Regions from separate parts of the Sus scrofa genome. Here all the other regions are linked to region 1. The links are chromatin contacts, called in public HiChIP or PLAC-seq maps. All regions are on one chromosome and are shown on one strand. The core of a region is the stretch at or near the end of the contact, and the rest is flanking DNA. Distances in the headings are between cores, read along the strand shown. Region 1 has its middle 160 kb from the start of TOMM20. Region 2 has its middle 45 kb from the start of TARBP1. Region 3 has its middle 15 kb from the start of IRF2BP2.

Evidence for each region. HiChIP or PLAC-seq counts read pairs in DNA pulled down with a chosen protein or histone mark.
Region 2: a contact with region 1 is called in an H3K27ac HiChIP or PLAC-seq map of alveolar macrophages. The contact joins two enhancer-like sites. A contact is called at or near these places in 1 of 47 Hi-C or Micro-C datasets (liver) and 2 of 2 datasets of contacts at active chromatin or transcription factors (alveolar macrophages and skeletal muscle).
Region 3: an H3K27ac HiChIP or PLAC-seq map of alveolar macrophages shows a contact between it and region 1. The contact joins two enhancer-like sites.

What each region holds. Positions count from the first base shown.
Region 1 is chr14:56,273,078-56,276,679 of Sscrofa11.1, reverse strand. No RefSeq gene overlaps it. Among named protein-coding and RNA genes, the nearest start is that of TOMM20, 160 kb to the right of the region's middle. Within about 2 kb of position 2,004, at least 29 of the 83 cell types and tissues checked have an H3K27ac peak or open chromatin away from gene starts, as enhancers often do. A contact at or near this core is called in alveolar macrophages and liver, where this site is marked.
Region 2 is chr14:56,622,456-56,626,057 of Sscrofa11.1, reverse strand. No RefSeq gene overlaps it. Among named protein-coding and RNA genes, the nearest start is that of TARBP1, 45 kb to the left of the region's middle. Within about 2 kb of position 2,022, at least 70 of the 83 cell types and tissues checked have an H3K27ac peak or open chromatin away from gene starts, as enhancers often do. A contact at or near this core is called in alveolar macrophages and liver, where this site is marked.
Region 3 is chr14:56,528,918-56,532,519 of Sscrofa11.1, reverse strand. No RefSeq gene overlaps it. Among named protein-coding and RNA genes, the nearest start is that of IRF2BP2, 15 kb to the left of the region's middle. Within about 2 kb of position 1,624, at least 14 of the 83 cell types and tissues checked have an H3K27ac peak or open chromatin away from gene starts, as enhancers often do. A contact at or near this core is called in alveolar macrophages, where this site is marked.

The DNA of each region.
Region 1 (3,602 bases), core at 755-3,254:
TGGGGTCCCCATCTCATGGCCAACTTGGGGCTCCACTGCCTTATCTTAAATCAAATGTTCCAGCAGGAGAAACGTCACCCTTCTGCCAAGACAGTATTAACAAATTTGTATGCAAGACAACATCAAAAAAGTTGTGTTCTTTTGCTCTGGACAAGGAGTCACCATCAGAGTGGACAGAAAGGCGAACACAAAGAGGCCAGGACAGCACTAGCTGACCCCTCCTGCCTGTAGGCCCACACATGCCTTTCCAGAGCCGGGCAGGGTGCCTGGATAAGTATTGCCTGATTTGGACACCAATCCACTCGGCCACTTGACTTGTCTTTCCCACAACAAAAATGTTTGCTTTTCTCTAAAACAGAGATGGTGTGTCTTGATGAAAGAACCATGCAAGGTTTTCATCCTCTAGACAACAATGTGCTAATGGAGAATTTTTGTCATGGCCCTGGCTCTTGGAGGACCAGCCTTAGTGCTTAGTTTTTTCTTTCTTTCTTTCTTTCTTTCTTTCTTTCTTTCTTTCTTTCTTTCTTTCTTTCTTTCTTTCTTTCTTTTTTCTTTCTTTCTTTCTTTCTTTTTTCTTTCTTTCTTTCCTTTCTTTCTTTTTTCTTTCTTTCTTCCTTCTTTCTTTCTTTCTTTCTTTCTTCCTTTTTTCTTTCTTTTTTCCTTCCTTCTTTCTTTCCTTCTCTCTCTCTCTCTTTCTTTCTTTCTTTTTCTTTCTTCTTTCTTTCCTTTTTTGTCTTTTTAGGGCCACGCTCACAGCATACAGAGGCTCCCAGGCTAAGGGTTGAATGGGAGCTGCAGCTGCCCTCCTACACCACAGCCATGGCAACTCTGGATCTGAACCTCATCTGCAACCTATACCACAGTTCACAGCAAAGCCAGATCCTTAACCCACTGAGCGAGGCCAGGGATCAAACCCAAGTCTTCATGGATAGTAGTTGGGTTCATTACCACTGAGCCACAACAGGAACTCCTTAGTCAGCTCTTAAACAGGGTTTTTTGTTTTGTATGTTTTTCCCCCCCGTGAGTATGTGTGTGTGTGTGGCTTTTTAAAACTGTGGTTTAAAAAAAAAAAAAAAGTTGATCTGTAAGTCACAGTGTCAGAACGGTCAGGGTGAGAGTAGGCACTAACAGGAAAGCAGGAAGCACAGTCTAAGTTGACGGGGTTAGGGAGGACTTCAGAATTTCCATTCAACACCCCAGCAGCAGTAGCACACAGACAGGACAGCCCAGACAGAGCCAAATGTCATTTTCTCTATCCTAACTTATTGATTTCTGGGGTACTTCGGAAGAACTCAGGGGAGGGTGTGGGGTGTCCACGGCTGATGATTTTCATTGTTCTCACAATTATCGTGTGTTGGGGGGGTGGAGGAGAAGGCTGCTGAGGGGAACCAGAGAGCACATGAAAACGATGGCTGGATGCAGAGAAACCCCAGCACCCAGAGCAAACCCGCCTGCACCCGTTCCTCCCACGGCGGTGTTTTCAAAAGTAGCCTCTTCATTTACTTGGAAGAGACTTCATACCAAAAATATAAAAAGACACCATCCCATCCGCCATCAGCCCAGTCATCTTGACTCATCAGCCCAGAAACACAGCTGTGGCCAGGGGGCTGCACCCCCAAAATCACCGTCCCAGAGCCTGTGACAAGTCTGTGATGACAGAAGTGTAAATCACCGGAGCTGCGTGGAACCTCTCCACGCAGATGTGCAGCCCCGCTAGATGTCAGGGCACGTGGGGGACATGCGGAGTTCAAGGTCCCTCCACAACCCTGAGAGAGAGACTTGGCCCCCCCGGGGATGTAAAGGAAGCCGCTGCTTCTTCAGAGTTCTATTTTCCATTCTGCTACTTCAAAAGGGCTTTGGGTGTTCATTGTGCTAGTTGTTGGTTTTTTTTGTTGTTTTTTTTTTTTTTTCTTTTTTTTTCAGGAACACTCATTACAAAACTGAAACCAACATCACAGAACAATGAGAAATCACCACCCCCTTCCACAAGGTCAGAGTTGTGCACACACTTCAAATCTGAAAAATGTTTTGTGTGCGTGTGAAGTGACCTACGGTGGGCTTTCCCCAGCTGCCCCTCCCCAGGGGCCTTCCTTGCCAGTCTTGCCCTGGGGCAGGGTGCCCCCTGGACACCCCCCACTCATGGCCCTGACTGCTCAGCTGTCCTCCAAGGGCCTGACACCCGCTGTCTACTGGGTGTCATCACCCAAGGTCCCCCCACCTCCAACAGCTCCCCTCTGCGCCCCCCCAATTCCAGCCCCAGTCTGACCAGCCTCCAGCCCCAGACTCCTGCTGGGTCTCCCCCAGAGAACCTCCTCCATCAGATGCCCTCCCTCTCATGCCCACTGTCACCTGCCTGCCAGGCCCGTGTTGAAGTGGGATCATCCCAGAATGGCACCCCCCTTTCGAAGCTGCCCTCTGCCAGCACCCAACACCCAGCGACCTCGGCTCAAGCTGGCCTTCAGGGACTCCCCACCTGGCCCCAACCACTAAGATTCTCCAACCCAAAGTCGGGGACGTCCTCATACACTCCTTGGGTAGCTCTTCCCTCACCCCTTCATCTGTGTCTTAACCCCGCCTGGACCTTCCTCTCCCTCTAATCTGCTCACCCAGCTGCTCTTCAAAACCCAGTTCAAGTGCACCCCTCCCCCGTAACCGTCCCCCACACCCCGGCCACAATCTCTCCCCTCCCCAAAGCCCCACGTCCCTCACTGCCTGTGCCTCTTCTCCCTTTACAGGGCGACAAAGGGTCAGGATTCTAAGGCATTGAGGTGACTCTTTCCTGTCCTCCCTCAAGGCCCCTCTCCAGCTCATTTTCAAATACAGAAAAAGTTTCCCCTTCCTCAAAACACTACCGTTCAGATATTTGTCACAGGAGACCCAACACGTCTGCGAATCTGCGATGCGTGGGGGCCCCTAGGACTGTGGTGCCAACCTTCCCCGCCCACAAGTGGTGGCCTGCCTGCCCCTCCCCCAGCCCCAAGGGGCAGGGTGGCTTTCCCTAGGGTGTGTTGAACTCCAAGTTCAAGTTCTTGTTTCCTCAGATCTCAAGGAAACTTGCGAACAGGGAACTAAATCTTCAGCAGGCCCTGCATGTTGGTGCAGGGTCTGGGCAGCGGGGGACACTGGCCGGTGGGGCTATGGCCCATGTGCCCTCACAGTCTGACCCACCAGCTCTGCCCCACAGCCCACAGGTGGGACTGCAGCCATCCTGGCCTGGCTGGTGCCCACCCAGCACCTACCTAGCTCATCCATGCTGCAGAGGCCAACCAGGGCCATCCTGGCTCACACCCTCCACATCACAGGTTCGATGCCCCCAGAGGGCATCAGCCCCCAACACACATACACCACCTTCCTTTGCCTGACCAGGTTCTGCTGACAAGGCTTCTTCCCAGGCTGGGAGATGCCAGTGTCGCCGGCCCTCACAGTGAAGATGTTTACGACAGCAGGCACTGGGGCGCTGGGCTCCCAACCAGGCTGGGTCACCTGCCCCTATTTGGGATGACTTTCACATCATCCGGGGACCAGTCTGTGGCATGATGACTCTGCCATATTTTGGCTTCTCTGGGGGCTTCACCACTGGGAGTTGAGTGGGGTTGGGTTTC
Region 2 (3,602 bases), core at 773-3,272, 350 kb before region 1:
CCCCACCCTTCCCCCACTAGGGCCGTAGGCCCTTGAAAGCAAAAGCCAGATAGGACAGGCTGGCTTCGCCCTTTGCATGGGATTTCTGTTGACACGCAGCCCCAGGAAAGTGGAGGGAAGTCGTGCTGTTTCCACCAGCCCTTCCCCTTGTCTGCAGCTGCCCTTCCTGTCCCGCAAGCCTGGACCGTGATGACCGATGCATTCCCACCTGATACCCGGAAAGCTTTGTGCTCATCGACTGTCTCCTGAAATTTTGCCGGAAGTTCTCTGAGTGATGATAACAACAGTGACTGAGGTGTCTCCGAGTGCTTTCATGTCAGGCACTTGGCCAAATAGCCTGCAGACTTCCTCTTATTTAATCCTTACGATATTCCTTAAACTAACGGGTATGATGTCCATTTTCCAGATGAGGAAACTGAGGCTTAAAGAGGGTAAAGTCCTGCCCAGGATCACATAGCTCTCGAGTGGCAGAGCCTGGATTGCAGGAGGCTGGAACCTAACGTCCTGGCTTGGAACCAGAGTTGCTAAACTCAGCCAGCTTTGCACCATCTCAGCCGTCAGCTGATATACAGAGCTTGCAGGGAGGGAAGAGGTGAAGGATGAGGAAAACTTATTCTGGATGTAAAAGCCTGCGTGCAGGTTAACAGGCTCCTTTCCACTTCCTTATACGTGTCTATGTTATTTTCCCTCTTGGTTCCCAAGGCTAAAGGAGCAAGAGTCTAGTTCAAGGCTGCCCCAGAGCTGTTCAGGTTCTCTGCCTTTGGCCCCGCAGTGACCGCTGGGCTTCCTGTGCTGCCTCTCCAGTCCTGCCAGGGGATAAGTGCAGTCTGGGTCTTGCGTGCCGGGCCAGTCCAGGTGGAGGGCAGACAGGCTCTCCTGTGGGCACCCAGCAAAGCCAGGAGAAGTGAGATGTGTCCAGGTGCCCCTCCCCCTCCTCTCCTGAGTTGAACTTCATCCTTATGCTCAGAACCAGGCTGCCCACAGTCTCAGTGGTCCTCGAGCATCACACTCCACTGGAAAGCGCACTGACCGCACAAAGAAGACCAGCTTCTGCCCCACCTGGCCCTTCCCCTGAAGGAGAGCAGGCAGCTATGCTGAGATAGGCTCAGGCCAGGGAGAGAGACCTATTCTCCTCCTAGGCCTGACACCAACTTGGCCACACCAGCAAACTCATTCAGCTTCTCTGGGCCTCGGATTTCTCATTCTTAAAACAAATGATGATCTTGGGTTTCACTAAGTCTCTAAAAATTCTTTTCAGTTCTAAAACCCAGGGATTCTACACCTCTCCCCTTCTGGGCAGCCCCAATTCCCTTCTCCTCCGGTGAACCAGCGGGGACCTTCTTCAGTGGGGATGATGGCGGGGCTCCCAGGAGGCCGGACACCAAGGGAACAGGAACGGCAGGACAGAAGGGGGATTGTTCCGTCAGCTGGCAGAGGAGGAAGCAGAGCTCTTAGCAGCCCCCGCCCAGAGGCAGAGCCCGGGGCAGCAGACTCTCAGTGCTCTTGGCGTATTTCCGCCGGAAAAAACCCGCGACCCCCCACCAGCTGGTGGTGAAAGGCGCCCCTCTGCATTGGGTCTGATGCTCAGGCAGGCAGAAGTGGCTTCCCCCCCAAATCCTCCCTCAAAGTCACTTGCGATTAATTTAATTTCATAACCTACCTCCCACCCTACCCCCCAACCCCACACCAAATGACTTCTCTCCAAATTTACGATGTTCGAACTATTGACGGAGATTAACTGCTATAGCAACTGCACAACAGTCTGGAAGGTTATTGTGCAGTGGGAAGTCACTCAACTTCAAGGAGCTATGTTTACTTTCGGAAAGAGAAGGAAGGGATGTTAGCTTTGGCTATGGGACTCTTCAAAGTAAAAGATTTCAAGATGAAAGTGGAGATCAAGTTACCAGAACAGCAAATAAAGACCTCGGGAAAATGAGGAAATAGCTATCACGTGGGTAACGGGTGACAAATCTTTCTTATCTGTGGCTGGGGGTAAGGAGGGAACAACACTCAAGGTCACTGCCCACGTGTTCTTCCGTCTCACCCGCAGACTTTCTCAGAGCAAGGTCAGAGGGCGAATCATACATGGGGGCAAATTCCAGCCGGGTCTTTCAACCAGCCACTGTGCCCTGTGAAATGTCACACTGGAACAGGATAATTGGATGGTTTGGAGAAGCTGCAGAGGGAATCAGGGCTTTTCCCAAAGAAGATAAAAGCAGAGAAGCAGCGCCCAGCCTGAAACCAGCTGCCCCGTTTGTTCAAAAAACAGGTCTTCTAACACCGAGAAGCAGAAATCGAAACCTCTTTAAATCCCCTAGAATGTTTCGAACAAAACACCTATTTCATGAAAGAAATTGCATTTTAAAAGATCACGCCAACAGAATGTCCCAGCTGCTTGGTCACCTAAGTGTTTTTGGAAAAGGAAAAGAGCTATTCAGCATTAAAGATTCAGGAATGTCTGTTGACATATTAAGGAAACAACCTCAGGGGACAGCTGACAAGGCTCCAAGAAGCATTACCAAGGGAACGGTGACGCAAACGTGTTCCGTTTTTACAGGCTGGCGCTCCGCCAGGCTCCCTCGCCTGACGGCTGATGTCATGCTAATCCCTATCTGGGTTAGCGTCGCTTGGATATCAACTCAAGCGGCACAGTCAGCTGCAATCAATAGCAGGCTCCTTTTATAGAAGATAGTAAAGGAAAAAATACGTATACACAGAAAGAGAACTCCGGATTCCAGTGTGCTCAAACCTATACATTGTGCCAAAAATGGGGAAGGAAAAGAAATGAAGGTCCAATACAAATCTGGCAGTTCCTGTTGTGGCTCGGTGGAACCGAATCTGACTAGCATCCATGAGGACACATGTTCGATCCCTGGCCTCGCTCAGTGGGTTAAGGATCCGGCATTGCCATGAGCTGTGGTGTAGGTTGCAGATGCGGCTCCGATCTGGGGTTGCTGTGGCTGTGGTGTAGGCCGGCAGCTACAGCTCAGATTAGACCCCTGGCCTGGGGACCTCCATGTGCTGCAAGTGCAGCCCCAAACAAACAAACAAAAAACAAATCTAAGCCACACCTGACATAGTCAGGGTCTTTTCTGTAGAGTAAGTCCTATTGTTGATGAAAGATACTACTATTTCATGATATTAGTTTTTTGTGTGTTTTTTTAGCATAACTAAGATGTGCCTAATTCCCAGTTGAGCTAAATGAGGATGGAAGAAAACAGAAGACATTAGGTGGGAATGTGAAAATAATGATTTTTTTCATTATTGAACAAATGGGCTGATTCCTTTTAAACCTATGCGTGAAATATTGCTTTTCAAAAATTTCTGTCTTCAAGACCACTGCTTTTCAATTATTTTAGAATAAATAAGGAGAAGAAGAATTATGCAAATTTTCATCAGGCTTGGATTGAATGCGTATGTCAAGTGTCCTCCGTAATGCGCTGTGGGGCCACTTTGCATTTTCTTCCTCAAGCATGGCAATTTTAACTGTCCAAGAGTGATAAAGAAGAACCCATTTTAAAAACTCACTTCAATTATGCATATTCTCTTTCTTTACTAGGTTATACTCCGAGGGAAGGGAACTCTGTCGTCTTTCAGAGCAG
Region 3 (3,602 bases), core at 375-2,874, 260 kb before region 1:
TTTTCAGCAGGTAATAATTGTCTCCCTTCCAACTTTTCTGATGGATGTTTTACCACCATTTTCCTTAAGCTTAGAAGCAATAATTACTGTAGTCACGAAAATCGGGGCCTAACTTTATTACCCAATCATTATAACAATTATCTTTCTAGTTTTCTCTTTGTCTATGTACACACATTTCCAAGCACGTATTTTCATTACTGGACAGAGAAAGGCCAATAGGTCAGTTACACACACTCCATGCTGATAAAGCAATGTCATTAACTTATGATAAAAAAGAAGCCAATTACAAATTACAGCCCTTTATGCTTAGGTTGTGTTTTTCCTCTTAGGAACTCAAAGCAAAAACCAAGATGACCGTTTATGTATGTATGTCTCTGTATACATATATTATTAGTATAATACCGTATCATTATATATAATTATTATTCAAGTATATATTTTTTAATAATGTTAGGTGGTATGTTATTGATTCAGAATGAGCTTCCCATCCATCTGGACAAAGAGGGGAGTCTACTGGGCCTAATGGGAAAAGGCTTTCAGACCACAGCACTTGCTGAACTTCCAGAGGGAGAAAAAGTCATTTCTTCTCAAGTAAAGCTTTCCTCTCTGGGTGGCATCGGGGATGCAGAGACAGATATGGGCTGGAGACAAGCCAAATGCTTATTCTTTTTAATGGATGCAGAGTCCCCGCTCCCCCAACCCCTTCCCCCAGCCACCTGGCTCTATTTCACATGATGCTCAGAGCTCCCCATTCCTGACTACAGCCCCTGAAGTCGTGGGAGAGTAACTCATGCTCTGCAACGGGTGCAGGTTCTGCCTCTGCTGCCGTATCACTGTGTGAACACAGGCAAGTTGCTCTTCTGTACCCCGCTTGCTTCTATAAATGGATACAATGGCAAGTGACAGATAAATGTGAGCTTTACTGACATGCCCAGAGACCACTCACTGTGGGTAAATATCACCCAGCAATATAAGAGCGCAGGGCTGGAGTCAGAGAGCCGGGGCTCTCATTCTGGTTCTGCCACTTTTAGGAGCTGTGTGATCCTGGACAAGTTACTTAAACTTTCTGTGCCTCAATTTCCTTACCTGAGAGGTGGGTTTAAAAACGTGCTTCCTGCAGAGGTTCTAAGAGGATTAAATGGAACATGTCAAGTACCTTGAACAGTGTAAGGCCCAGAGGAAAGCCCTCCATCAACACTGGCTTTTGTTATGTTAGGTGTTTCCACACTAGGCTGAAGCAGCAGGAGCTCCTTTTGAACCAAACAGTCCTACCTCCTGTGGCCAGACTTCAGGATCCTACTTCAGGAACAACCCCAGCTACTTGCATCCCTTCACACCCACCACTCCGGGAAGTAGTTATCAACCAAAGCTGCCAGTGACCTCATTTTGACCAAGTCTAAGAGAGTCTTATCGCTAATCCTTTCTGAGTCATCTACCACTATCACTCCTTAAATTTTTCCTCACTTTGGCTCTTAAAGTAATATCCTGGACCTGCTGCATTTAAAGAGGTTAAGAACTTAAGAAGCCCCTATGCGTGTGTTTTATCTGCCCTCTGCCCACTCTCCACCCCCTGCTGGACTCCAGGCTGAAGTTTTCAGTGCTCAGTACACAGTATATGCTCAATAAACTGCCTTGAACTTTGGCATTCAAGTGCTTCCTCATCTCTGTCCCTTTGTGTTATTTTCCTGATATTTGACCCCTTGCTCTTCCTGGAATCTCTGCTACAGTGAAATAAACCCTTCAAGATCACCAGACGTATCCATCCTTTTCTTTATTTGAGGCTTGGAAATTCTTCATAGTTAAGTTGAACCTGTTTTATGTTTCCAATTTTTTTTTTTTGATGGACATTTTTAAGGTCTAAATTTTTTATTCAGAAAACAGACTTAAGAATTAAGCCCCCCAAATATAAAACCCACACACAATTCTTTTGAAAACAACTCTTTTTGGGTTGTACCAGATGCATTTTAACAAAGGAATCATATTCTCTGAGAGGTGGAACCCCAGAATCTGAAAAAAGGACAGACTGAACTTCTTTGCAGAGCAGATACTGACTCACAGACTTTGAAAAACTTAGGGTCTCCAAAGGAGACAGTTTGGGGGGTGAGAGGATGCGCTGGGGTTGTAGGATGGAAATCCTATAAAATTGGATTGTGATGATCATTGTACAACTACAAATGTAATAAATAAAAAAAAAGTTAAAAAAAGAACCCCAGAATAGGCATTTAAAAGATAGTTTCTGGGAGTTCCCTGGTGGCCTAGCAGTTAAGGATCAAGTGTTGGGAATCAAGGGCTCTCACTGCTGTGATTCAGGTTGTTGCTGTGGCATGGGTTTGATCCCTGGCCTGGGAACTTCCACATGCCATAGGCATGGCCAAAAATAAATAAATCAAGTTTCTGTCTCAAATACAGTAAAATACGATAAACATTGGTCCAGTTTCCCCCTGACTCTCCCCAGTCACACACCTCAGTTCAGGGTCACTTCAAGGGAACACAGTTTATATACCTATGGGAATCAAGGTTGATTGAACTGTTTCCTTATAACTTTAAAATTAGAGACTGACCTTCCTTTAGCAACACACACACATACATTTTCTGAAGTCAACTGTACATGATTTTTAAAAATTTTCCCGTTATTTCAGATTATTCACATGGTTAGGCACAGTAGGTTTCATGATGCTTTTAGGGACCCACGAAAACATTTTAATCTTAATTTCTTTTAAAGTCAGAAGGGAGAAAATAATGGAATAGTTAATTCAGTGTAGGTTGTATTTGTGTTTATGCCATTGCAGTTGTAGGATATAATTTTTACATGTTTTTTCCTTAATGCCCACAGCATTTCCAGGAACCACGGAAGTCATAACGCAGCCCTTGTAATGACAATGGATTTTGTTTAGGTTTATATGTTCATTATAAGTATTCTGGGAATACTTTCATATTTTAAATTTATACACTGTCTAAGACTTAGTCCTTGGTGTTCTGGTTCTCTCTATGTGCACTGACCCCTCAGAGGCCCCATCCACTTCATTGCTTGTGGTCACTGTCTGTATACGACTTTCAAATCACTTCCCCTCTATCCTCCTGTCCAGCTCTAACTTTGAACTGTCCACTAGGCCTTTCCACTTGTGTGTTTCATCACTGGCTCGGAACAAACCAGCACATCTTCCCCTGAGCTCATGCTCCCCGGCTCATCAGCTCCCACCCTGCTTTCCCAACTATTACCACTACTGCCAGTTTGTAGTCATTCAAGAGCCAGTCTCCAGCTCATCCCCTCTTTCGCACCCTGGTCTGAAGAACTGGTTGAGCCAGAGGTCCCCCACCCTCTGCTGCACACCCCTGCAGCTCAGCTCTTCTTGCCTCTCGTCGGAGTTCCTGGCACAGACCCTTGCCCGACTTCTTTGCAGCCCAGCTTCCTCCTCTGATTCCTAACCTCCCCAGTCGACCTGAGCACTGCTTTTATTGCTGACTTTCTCTGTCCCACCACTTCAGCCCGGGCTCCTTCCCTACTTTTTAAGGCCCCGCTCAGGTGGACTCCTCCATTTTGGCCAATGTGTCTCCCTAGGCATTAGTGCATTAACCTACCAGAGGTGACAGTGAATACTCCC